3 separate regions of the Mus musculus genome follow, and regions 1 and 3 are each linked to region 2. The links are chromatin contacts, called in public promoter capture Hi-C maps. All regions are on one chromosome and are shown on one strand. The core of a region is the stretch at or near the end of the contact, and the rest is flanking DNA. Distances in the headings are between cores, read along the strand shown. Region 1 has its middle 72 kb from the start of Ccl1. Region 2 holds the start of Lig3 (ligase III, DNA, ATP-dependent). Region 3 has its middle 13 kb from the start of Gm31522.

Region 1 (4,021 bases), core at 448-2,947, 530 kb after region 2:
TTGAGATCAGCTCTGATGATGGGTCTAAAAGTGCTTTGTAAGCGAGACGACCAAGCTAGGGCCCATTAGGACTGTTAATATTAGTATGCATACTTGGCTACTGGCCACAGAGCAGATGAACAAGGGGTATGGAGAGCAAGGACCGGCTCAAGCTTTTACAGTTTGCAGAAAAAGTCAGGGATGGCAACTCTCCGCGGAATCATTTCCAAGGTACTGCAGGAGGATCCCCTAGGGGCTTCAGCAAAGGAGCAGTATACAGGCAGGCAAGTAGAGGTCAGGATCTCTCTTCTCCCAGCAGGGACAGTAGCAAAACATATTGGCTTTCACAGACAAGGTGGCCTCCTCTATGGGCACAGATAGGAATGAGGGCCTGGGCAGGGCTGATTGCTATAGGACCCATCACAGGCCAAGGCTCACTTTTTCTGCTCTGCACAGCCACTCCACCTGTTGGAAATTAACCCAAGGACTAGCCAGGTAGAAGGGATAAGGCCTGAGGCCAGTTCCCCACCCCTACCCCAGCATTCACCAAGTCTTTCTCCCATATATTACCAGTTTCAAAATAACTGTGTACAGACTTGGTTCGTGTCCTAGGCTAGTCATTCATGCATTCATTCATTCAGACGTCCAGGAGAGCTTCTGAAATTGCTAAGATGTGCTGGGCACTGTGCCAAGCAGCAGCCCCGAGATGAATGAGACCCTGTCCTTGTTGTAAAAAGGCTCAGAGGCTGCTGTGGAGACAGAAGACAGACCTGCAAACAGGCACTGTGTGGCTTGGGGACATTCCAGGGCCTGGATGTGGGGTAGGAGTGGACCTTCAGAGAGAAATCCCTGAAGGAAGCCGAGCTTGAGCTCAGCTGGAGGAAATCTATCTGTCGGCATCCTCAGTACTGAGTTGGTGGGATCATTCTGGCTCTTGTCTGACAGAGAAGGAAGCACTGGGAGAAGGAGAGCCTGAGGTTTGATGGAGCTCTTATCCCAGCGGATCCTACGTGCCCAGGAACCTTCCATACCCTACCTTGAAGGTTAGGAGTTAGGATCTCAAGATGGGATTTGATTCACAAGTCAGCCTCAAATGGGCTGTACTCCCAAGCCCCCTTCCTGAAGAAGAGGACAAGGTTTCCAGGAGACTGTAAGATGATGGTGGTGAATGATGCTCTGGAAGGGGAAGAGCACACTCTCATGACTCAGAGTTTTTAAATTGGTTTTTAAGAGGGGTTTCATGCACCCATTGGGACTGGAGCCTGGGAGCAGAGCTTAGGCTTGTTCAATCACTGGGAGGCTCAGGGATGTTGATGTATGGAACGATTGCACCTTGGACTTTGTACAGGAAGGCCTGCGCACTAGAGGCCCCACTGTGCACATGCAGGCTGAAGTGTACCTCTCACCCTGTGCCCGGCATCTCAGCATCACCGCATCATTTATGCTTCACACCCGAATCCCCTGAGCATCCTGAAGAACCCCCACATCATACCTACTCTGTTCCTGGGCGAGACACTATTGGTGCCTATGTCATAGCTAATATACAAACCTGGATGCTGACTTAGACAAACGCCCATCCAGGCAGATACCTTTGGCTAAGTAGACTTAGATGAGTGCTGGCATAAAGAGTCTGGAAGCTGCACCTGTTAGATGCAAGCTAGGGGCTGATCAGGCCACACCTACCGGCAACAGCCTCCTTCTCACAGCTGCTGTGAAGAAAATGACAAGCCCTTGATGAGAGCCTCTCAGTGAATATGTGACCCTTCAACATACTCCCCAGGTGCACAGATCCCAGGAGAATGGCAAGTAATAGTCTCATTTCTCTAAGGACATCAGAATCTGGGCCATGAAAGGGTTACTGTAAAAAGGGCACCATTCAGCTAGATGTGTGCACTTCCCCACTTCCCCCACCTCTTTGGAGTTTTATGTTCCTTCCCTCAGATTACAGGCAGGGCACATGCTGTGAACTATTCACAGAGCATGAAACTTCCTTCTTCCTCTGGGACCCTTAAGAAGAGACCTACCTAGTTAACTCTGGCTCAGGGGCCAGAGGTCTCTCCTCCAAAGCCCCTGCCATTCTGTTGTCCATCTGTCCACCTGTGGTGTCAGTAACTCTTCTGATAGACCTCCTATCTCAAAGGACAATCCATTCACCCCGTGTCCCCCTCGAACCACAAACCCAGGAACTGTCATCAGCATGTGAGGGAGAGGGAGAGGACATTCTAGGGGCCTCTAGTAGAAAGCATGTTAGCTGCACAGGGAAGGGTGATGGGTCTTGTTTAAGCCTAAACAAAGAGGCAAGGTGGGTTTGGGGAGCCTTGAGAACATCAGTGGCTGAGATCTGAGGTGGGACTAGAAATGCTAAGTCATTGTTACTGGAGCACCAGCTTTAGGTCAGGAGCCAGATGGTCACAGATGGTCCTTCTCCAGTGTCTGGGGCTCCAAGAGTATAGCTAGTGTTGACTTGCCAAGTGTGACCACTGGCTATATCTAACTAAGCTTGCTGTAGAGGAGGCAGATGATGAATCTACAGCCTAGATGTGGGGCCTGGAGAGGCTGGTGGGAGTGAGTTAGGAGAAAGGGTAAGGAGGAAGTGTGGGGGACAGAGGGGAGAGAGGGGGAGGGGGAGAGGGAGAGAGAGAGGGGGCCAGAACAGCAAGCACACATACACATGGGTGAGATCCTAGGGAACATTCTGTAAGAGCGGCTCTAGCAGGTTTGATATTACACTGCTGGACCACCCCGTCCCTCCTTTGTCTTCAGAGGGAGGAGGGTGTCTGGGCAATGCTCACAGAACACCTACTGTGTGCTGCACAGGAAACAAAGGGAAGGGGCTATTCATCTGACACTGTAGTGTGCCTGGGGCACAGCTGTCAGGCAGTTGCTAGGGTGGACCCCATTACACGGAGAGACAATGGGGTGTATGTAAGTGGTGATTTGCTCAAATTCCAGGAGGATTCCGCAAGAGTCCCTGCAGCCTATACTTGGTCACTGTGGCGTTGGGGGTTTGGGTGGGAAGCCTAAGCTTTCTGACATGTGTCCTCCGCACAGCCCAGGCACTGCAAGAGATGATAAACACTGGAGTCCTGCTTTTTCCCACTCTCAGACCTGGATGTCCACACATGTTCTTCACACACACTGAGGGGCTCCAGCCCCCCCCTTTTTTTAACTGTCCCTATCTTAGGTATCAAGGGACTTTATAACAGAAGAACACAGGCCCAGGTTATGTTTGTGTGACTGGGAGAAGAGACCTGAGGCTGGGAACACAAGAGGATCTCATGCCGGTCCACTGGAGCTATGAGACTTCCCTAGGAGGTGGCTCCCAGCTTCGTAACCATGTGCACAGGGAGCCTGAAGTCTGGAGGGACAGCACAAGATGGTGGGAAAGACCCGTCTTTGGGTGCCTTTGGGCTCCAACCTCCCAACGCACTTAGGAGGAAATCGGGAAGCTCTTTTGCAGTTGGCCCGGTCTGTTCCCACCTCCATTCAGTGTCATTCCTGTCTGCTTGCTCCAGATGTTCCACGCATCAGACCTTTGCCCTCCACGGGACCTTTACACATACTGTTCTTTCTCCCAGGAGCTCTTTCCCCTACTTCTAACATCTTCTCTTCATTCCTAAGGCTTAAAGATACCTCCCTCCCCACCTCCCCACCCCCACTATTCACTGCTGACTCTGTGCCATGGCGAAAGACTTACATTCGTGTATCCCGCATACCCTCCTGGAGCTTAGATGCACCCCAAGATGTTAGTCCTAGTAACAACAATTAACTTCAATTTCGTTGGAACCTCAAGTTGTTCACTTGTAAAATGAGAACAGTGACGTCCACCTATGTGGATGCTGAGATGAGGAGCAAAATGAAGGAGAGGGCAGAGTACGCAGGCACTGAATGTCAGCCACCCTTAACCCTACTCACCTAGCAAGGCATGGCCAGTGCACTCATGTCTCTTAGAAAGTTGCAGTGAGGAAACAGACTCTGAGAGGTGGCCCGAGCCTGGATGCCAGGCCAGCTGGCTGCCTGTGATGGGGATTTGCTGTGGTCC
Region 2 (3,656 bases), core at 1,098-3,597:
ACTGACTTATGGCAGCCCAGCGATTCTGTTCTGGGAACAGGCACAGTTCTTTTCTGCCAAGGGCACAAAGGTTTCTCGGGAAGAGGATCTTGAAAGCCAAAGTCATATAGCTGCATAAAAGGGTAGAAACAGACAGACAGACATGAAGAATCCAGGCTTCCAATTTCTCAATGGCTAGAATCTCATACAGAGCACGTGGTTAACCAAACACTTCCCAATGCATTAAATATTTACCACCCAGAGTTCTGATACAGGAAAAACCAGTTTCCAAAGGGGTGTGCAACACCAACACTGTAGAGACTGATTGTAAAGGTACTCATAGTGGATGGTGACCTTTAAATAGTACCAAGATACTGAAGCTTTGTCTTAAAAATCAAGAAAAATTACATTATGTTTATGAAGTTTCCCTGTGAAATATAACACATGAGACACTTTCAGAAAACAATGAAGCCACTATAACAGTTTTAGGATTTCAGAAGAGGGCCCCTTTGAGAAAAAAACTAATCAGAGTCTATAATCAGATGGACTGCCCAAGTTCAGAGCCTTACTTAGCCATTTAGCTGCTGTGTGAGCTCTGTTCAGTTACTTTCCCTCTCTGCTCCTATTTCATCTGTAAAATGCAGCTCACAGTAGTACCTCATTCAAAGAGTAGCTGTTTCTAAGTTGTTCCTTAGAAACAGAATACGCAATTCCCTTGCTTAATTCGGCGACCTGAATCAGGGGAGGTTGAAATAACTGGACTGTAAGAATCTAAGCAAGTGATGAACCAATTCAAGTGGAAAATGATTATTCCTATCCCTTCTTATATCTGTAATTATTTAAGTGGCTTTACAGTTTTAATTTTCAATTTACTGGAAACTATTTTTAGTCCCCACTCTGCTGAGAACTTTAATTGATATTGTGTCAGAGCAGCAAGAAGGCTGAGGTAGAGCGGAGCACAGCAGGTGTACTACTAAAGAAAGGGTTGGAGACCAAGCCTACCCATCTACAGCGGGGTGGGGAGGTGGGGGCAGATATCAGGCGACTTGGTTTTCTCCAACAAGGTGGACCCTAGCCAGACACCTTAGTTGGCCGATCCGATCCTCCCACCTCCAGCCCTAGAATTATAGGTATGAACCACCAAGCATGACTTCAGTTTATTTTCTATTATTTATTTTTCGGTTTTTTTGTTTGTTTGTTTTTAGATAGATTTTTCTATGTAGCTCTGGCTGTCCTGGAAGTCACTAGGAAGAGCAAGCTAGTGTTCTGAGTGCAGGGATTAAAGGCGTGTGCTACCACACCCGGCCCCAGTTTTATCTTAAAAAACAACAAAAAAACAACAACAATTACAACAGGACTAAGAGCTAGTTATGGTGGTTCTCGTCTGTAATCATATCAGAAGGCAAAGACAGAAGGATTGCTGTGCGTTCGAAGCTAGAAAGTCTGGTTTACTTAGTAAATTTCTGTCTAGCCAGGGTACGTCGTCAAGACCGTCTCAAAAGGAAAACAAGCAAGAAAACAAACCCCCCAAAGATTAGAACTACTTCATGGGGTGGTTAGGAAAACTACAAGGAGTACGAGGGCAAGCCGGACGTGGAGTTCTGAAGTTTGTATACCAAACTTGTGTATTTGACAATGTTCGACTTGGGGGAGGGGAGGTCCGTAACTGGCAGACTCAGGGGGTCACACAAGCCCTAACCGTTAAGAATCTGAGAGGCGAGTGAAGGCCGGCAAGGGCTGAGGAGGAGCTCAGGGCGAGTAGGAGTTCAACTTTCCGCAGAGTAGGGTGGGTAGGGTGTCGTATCGCCCATCCCGGGATACGACAAATAACTACCCGGGGAGACCGGCGCGAGGAGGCCGGGAGCCCGAAGAGCAAGCAGCACGCCGTTCTGCCCACAGGCTGTGCGGGCGAGCCGCGGCCGCGCAACAAGGCGGCGGAGAGGGACCGGCGGCGGCCCGGCCCCGACCCCCTGAGAATGCCCACTCTGGCATCCTGCCCTTCCCGGTGGCTGCCCAGGGTCCCGGGGGCCGCGGGCCTCCCGTGGGCTCCCGTGGGGGCGCCACGTCACGGAGGGTGTGCCCCCAGGCTGAGCGGCGGGCGGGGGAGGAGCCACGGCCACTCCAGCCACGCCGCGTTCGGCCCCGGCCCTCCCCACACGGCGCACCGCGGCCCGCCGCTCCGCGCCGCGCCGCCCCTCACCTGCCTTCTCGGCTGCCCTGGCTCTGACGCTCCGCACGAGCCACCGGACCAGGCGCCCACAAGGCCACGGGTCCCGCACGATGAATAGACCGCCTGTCTCTTTAAATACGGGTACTCCAGCCGGAGGCAGGGCGCAGGCGCAGTAACCGACTTGCGCCCTCGGACCCCGCCCCCTCCGGTCGCCACGTGGGTCGCTGTTCTATTCCTACCCGGAAATCTTGAACTGAGTGTTGGGTTGGAGTGGCGGCTTGGGGCGCAGCGTCCCTGAACTTCCTAGAGTTTCTCAGATTGTTAGATATTGAAGGTAGTGTTGAAAAATCATTGCAGTGATCCTAGGGATGGGAAGCTCGAGTCGTTCCACCTGTGTCTTCCGCACCGCAGGAGTTTTGCTGAATTAAAAGGCACTACTTTAATTAAAAAGGTAATTAGAAAATGTGAAGAACAGGGACTGTGGCCCCGTTTATGTCATTTAGCGAACTAGTGCTTCTAAACCTCAAATAGGCTCTGTGAGTTCAAGATGGCTAATTTTTCAAAAAATAAAAGTATTCAGGCCTTGTTCAGTCTGGGAAGGGCAAACAGTTGGGCTTTGTTAGGTAAATAAAGTGCAGATCGTGGAACTAAGTTCTATTTCTGAGGAAGAGTTTAGCTTTTTTTCCATAGGGAAAGAACGCTGTGAGGGGTCACTATAGTTGAAGCTGGTCAGGGGAGAGACTAAGACAAGCCGACTCACTAAAAGGCTGTTGTCCATATCAAAGTGGCCTTGAGATGGAGAGGAAGGTGTATGCTTGAATCTGTGTGAGGTGCTCAGTTATTTGTTCATAGAAATGAAGGGCTGATAGACGAGGTCTTTAACAGAACTGGAGAATGAGCCGAGGGAGGCTCTCTGGAGTTCAAGGTTGAGTGTCTGCTGTACTGAGGCCAGCTAGATCCTGGTGTTTGAAATGAGGTGAAGGCTCTTTGTTTTCTCTTAACTTGCAGCAGGATAAACCTGGGTTTGGAGTTCGGAAGGCCTTAGGCTCAAGGGCTCCAGTTGAGGAAGCGTGAACATTTTGACTGGAGTTGATCTTAACCCAATGGACTTTCCCTGTGCTGACCAACCCTTTCATCACAAGCAATATATTCGGTTGCTGAGCCCTGGAAATGTAAGCAGTCTGAAGTGAGAGATGCTGTAAATGAACACTGTACACTGACAAGTACCCAACACTTCCCCAAAGAGAGTAAAATACCTCATTAATAGTAATAGTGCATATATTCCAGTTATTTGCTGGCCAATTTTTTATGTGTTCGGTTAAAGAATATTTACTGTCACTCACCTGTTTGGTTTTACTGTCTTTGAACTAGGGCATCAGAAACGATGGGGCTGCGTGCTTAACTCCCATTGTTATGGCTCCAGCTCAGCACTCCACAGACAGAAAGCCTGTGGTGAGGAGCAGTGGGTATCTGCAAAGGCTTTCTCTTCTTAGACCGGGTTTCTCTG
Region 3 (3,668 bases), core at 463-2,962, 780 kb after region 2:
ACACCAGATCCCTAGACTGAAAAGAATTGCAGTATATTTGTAGGCAACACAATCTTATATAAAGAAATGTGACGGCTCACACATGTAATCCCAAACCTTGAGAGGTTAAAGCAGGAGGACTGCCATGAACTTGAGGCCAGCCTGGGATACCCTGTGAAACATTATTTAAACAACAATGAAAATCCTAAGGAGTCTCCATAAAACTTCCAGCAAGGCTCATGGCTGAACTCAGCAAGGCTGTGGGGTTTGTAAGCTCGGTGAGTTATATTTCTATACACTGGCAACTTAAAGTGAGATAAGAAAATACTTTTGTTTGTGACAGCACCCCAAAATACTTTGGGGCAAACTGATTCAACATAGCAAAGGTTCGAAAACACCAAAAGGAGCTAAAAGAGGAAAATGCCCTTACAGTAAAGTGCAAGATGCTGTTGAAACTCCAGAAAGGGTGAGTCTGGAGGGGCCTGAAGCTGGAGGGGATTTCTAAGCCCTAGGAAAGAGAGAGTGATGTGCAAGGCTGTGGAATTTCTGTTACTCTAGATCGATAGTGGTGGTGGCTGCCTAACTCTGTGTTATGTGATGTGTGTGCTAATGTTACCACCTTGCTCAGAATCAAAGAAGAAAGGCGGCTGATTAAACTGTGACTGCTACTCCGCACACCTATGACACACACAAGGTCTGGTGGCTTTCTTTCCTTCTGTTCCTTAAAGGGTCATTCTGGCCTCCTTGTCTCTAAGAGACTCTGCTGGGAACATCATCTTGGTAGACTGAGAAGTGAAGTGGAGCAAGCCCCAGGCTCATTGTGTGGAGTAAGGTCTAGGATGCTGGACCTGGAAGTTATGTATTCACCTGGGGATTTTGTCCATCTGTCAGCTAGCGAATGTGAGGACACGGACGAAGGGAGAAGGTGAGATGACAGCCAGTTTCCCCAGTAAGCCTCCCTGGATAGATGTTCTTATCTCTCTATTGATTTCCTTCATCCTGCACCCAGAGATGGTCTATGATGTGACCAGACCAGAGGCAGACCCACAAGCCTGCTTGAGCCAAGCATCCTTAGCTGATGTCCCTGGGTGTCAGTCCCCTTCTGCCTTCCTGTTTTTCTAGCTTCCCTCCCCCATCCATGTCCCAAAGTCTGTGGCCAGGTTTTGGAGGATTCTGGGAGTGTCATTGAGGTCTGTATGGTGGGAAACACGTGTGAAGTTCTCGGAAGGAAAAAGAACATGAGCTGCATTCAGACCTGCCTGCAGTCTACGTCTCTTGGGCTGCAGGGGCAGCTGGGATTGATTGCAGGGGCTCCCGTGGCCCAGCAATTTCAGATCTTAAGACATCAAGAGGAAGGGAGGGGCTAGAAAAGAAAAGCTCCCTTCTGGACTTAATAAAATAGAAGGGTGATTTCTGTACCCAGACATTCCACTCACCGTGGAAGTATTTTCAGTTTCCATTACTAGGAACAGTCCAAGGAGGGGGAAATGAGAGGGAAGAGTGGTGCAGGAGAGGTATAACTCTAAGGAGGACTCTTGGACAAGATGGAGGGCTGAGGCAGGAGAGGACTCTAGAGGAAACTAGTATTCACTATCAAGTTGGCTCTCTCCTTGCATGGGGACTTTTCAATGCAAGTGAGGTGGCTAAGCCTCAGGCTGGCTATGTGCATTCTAGAGTCCTGGGGTGTAGAAGTAACCATAGGTGCAAGAGGAAGCTCACAGCAGCATTTCAGGAGGGAGAAGTGGAAAAGAGACCAGGAGCATAGACCTCCCTGGGAATCCTTGGGCATCCCAGAGAGCCAGGTGGACTATCCTGTGGCTGTGTGGTTACTGGGGCAAGAGCTATGGGAGATAGTAATAGAGAGAAGAAAGCCCAGTGGCTAGTGGGTGCTAACTTCCAGGCAGTAGTGGATACTGGGTCATTCTTAAAGGCACTCAGAAGCTACCTGGGGGATAATTTTAATAAATGAGATGAGTGGTGAGGGTTTGTGCCAAGCACTCAAAGCCAAAAGCTGGCTAAGTGTGGGGAGGTTGGTTAAGGATGGGGATTAGAGGAAGATCTTATTATCATTAAGGCACTGAGTTCAGAATTATGGTGCTGGGTATCAGAGATTGTTGAAGGCTCAATATCAGGCCCTAGACTATAGGTCCAAAAAAAAAAAAAAAAAAAAAAAAAAAGGCTAGACTTATAATCAGAATTGGGAAGTTGGAGGCCAGGTTCAATACCAAGACAGGAGCTACAAAGTGTTTAAGTGGTCAGAGGAAAAATTCAGTGGTGTGGAGAGCAGAGGTGGGCCTAGGGTTGACCTGGAATGACCTTGAGTTGGAGGCTGGGAGCTCACACCCATCCCTGAAAGAAGCTGCCCTCTCTGCCCACTGCCTGCAGAGCCGCTCCTCACAGTTACTGTGCCTGTCAGGCCCAGATATCAGCATGGGGGAGGAATGGAACATCTGTAGGGACATGCAAGGCTGGCACGAAGCCGCAGAGACCCAGCCTGAGAGCTATGGCTCTCAATGCCCGAGATAGGAAGTTAGCCAGACTGGAGCACAAGCCAACAGCAGAAAGGGCACAGCTGGTCTCCACTGGGTGCTAATTCACCTTGTCTTCCTTTCTCCAGTCACATTCTCACCTGTGAAGGAGGAGGGAGAGGGGAAGGAGCCCTCCCCTCACATACTCATTCCCAGAAGCTGGAGTCCTCCTGCAAGGTGCCCCCACATGCCTATCAGCTCCAGCTGAGTGACTGCCATGTCTCAGTAGAAACAGAACAAGCGACCTGACATGGGAACTGGTGGTTCAGATGCCAAGACTCCAAGGGAGTACAGGAGACTAAGTCCTCCCTCTGCAGTGGAAATGGAGAGAAATGAGTGTTAGAGCAGCCACTGAGACTGGGGACCACTTGTTACTGCAGCAGAAGCTAGCCTGTCCTGACGTGTATACCATGCCAGTGTCTCCCCTCATCACACTGTGACTGAGGAGTCTCACTGGCCCATGGTCCCTTTTCCCTTCTATGTGATCCCAGCACACGGACCAGTGCCTCAGCTCCTGAGCTTTTTGGAGACGGTTTCTGTGTGTTCATCACAGCCATGCTGAGCTAGCTAGGTTGGCTTCCCAGCAAACCCAGGGATCCGCCTGTCTCTGCTTCCTCAGGACTGGGATTAAATGGCTGCAGGGTTTTATGTGGACTCTTAGAATCAAGTTCTGATCTCCATACTTGTCTGGCAAGCAACTTACTGACTGAGTCATCTCCCCAGACCGCGCAACAACTTTCAATTATAAGCTCTCCTGTCTTAGAGTCCACAGATAGTCTTGTCTTCTGGAAACCTGAAAGCTTGAGAATACAGAAAACTACCCTCTCTCTGTTCTCTCTCTCTCTCTCTCTCTCTCTCTCTCTCTCTCTCTCTCTCTCTTTCTGTGTGTGTGTGTGTGTGTGTTTTCTCTATGCATGTGTTTAATGGGTGTGTGTGTGTGTGTACATGCTTGACAATTTTCCCTCAATTCTCATGACATACAGTGCTGCTTTGCCCCTGGTTCCAATTCCATGTCTCTCCCATGGGACTCCATTGTTCTCCCTTCCCCCTTTCCTTCTGCCGTGGTTCTAACACCCCCACCAGCTCGGGCTGCCTCTAAAGGATGCCTGGCCTCAGCCACCATCAGGCCACTGCTGCCTGAGACAGGGCAGGATCCTGCTT

The links. Promoter capture Hi-C pulls out the DNA fragments that hold promoters and counts their contacts.
Region 1: a contact with region 2 is called in a promoter capture Hi-C map of pre-B cells, with 4 times the contacts expected there. The contact joins the enhancer-like site here to the promoter of Lig3 in region 2. A contact is called at or near these places in 9 of 39 promoter capture datasets (the 3T3-L1 cell line, the C10 cell line, cranial neural crest and 6 more) and 12 of 115 datasets of contacts at active chromatin or transcription factors (craniofacial prominence, embryonic basal ganglia, embryonic forebrain and 9 more).
Region 3: a promoter capture Hi-C map of the 3T3-L1 cell line shows a contact between it and region 2, with 5 times the contacts expected there. The contact joins the enhancer-like site here to the promoter of Lig3 in region 2. A contact is called at or near these places in 5 of 39 promoter capture datasets (the 3T3-L1 cell line, cranial neural crest, embryonic stem cells and 2 more) and 1 of 115 datasets of contacts at active chromatin or transcription factors (embryonic fibroblasts).

Annotation. Positions count from the first base shown.
Region 1 is chr11:82,250,262-82,254,282 of GRCm38.p6, reverse strand. No RefSeq gene overlaps it. Among named protein-coding and RNA genes, the nearest start is that of Ccl1, 72 kb to the right of the region's middle. Within about 2 kb of position 1,697, at least 11 of the 459 cell types and tissues checked have an H3K27ac peak or open chromatin away from gene starts, as enhancers often do. A contact at or near this core is called in oligodendrocyte precursor cells and pre-B cells, where this site is marked.
Region 2 is chr11:82,779,800-82,783,455 of GRCm38.p6, reverse strand. It overlaps Lig3 (ligase III, DNA, ATP-dependent), which reads right to left and starts at 2,347. Exons shown (of 20, transcript NM_010716.3): 1 at 2,180-2,347; 2 at 1-110. The coding sequence starts at 106. Gm11423 (predicted gene 11423) reads left to right here and starts at 2,414. Exons shown (of 3, transcript NR_126067.1): 1 at 2,414-2,600; 2 at 3,158-3,321; 3 at 3,521-3,656.
Region 3 is chr11:81,998,420-82,002,087 of GRCm38.p6, reverse strand. No RefSeq gene overlaps it. Among named protein-coding and RNA genes, the nearest start is that of Gm31522, 13 kb to the right of the region's middle. Within about 2 kb of position 1,712, at least 4 of the 459 cell types and tissues checked have an H3K27ac peak or open chromatin away from gene starts, as enhancers often do.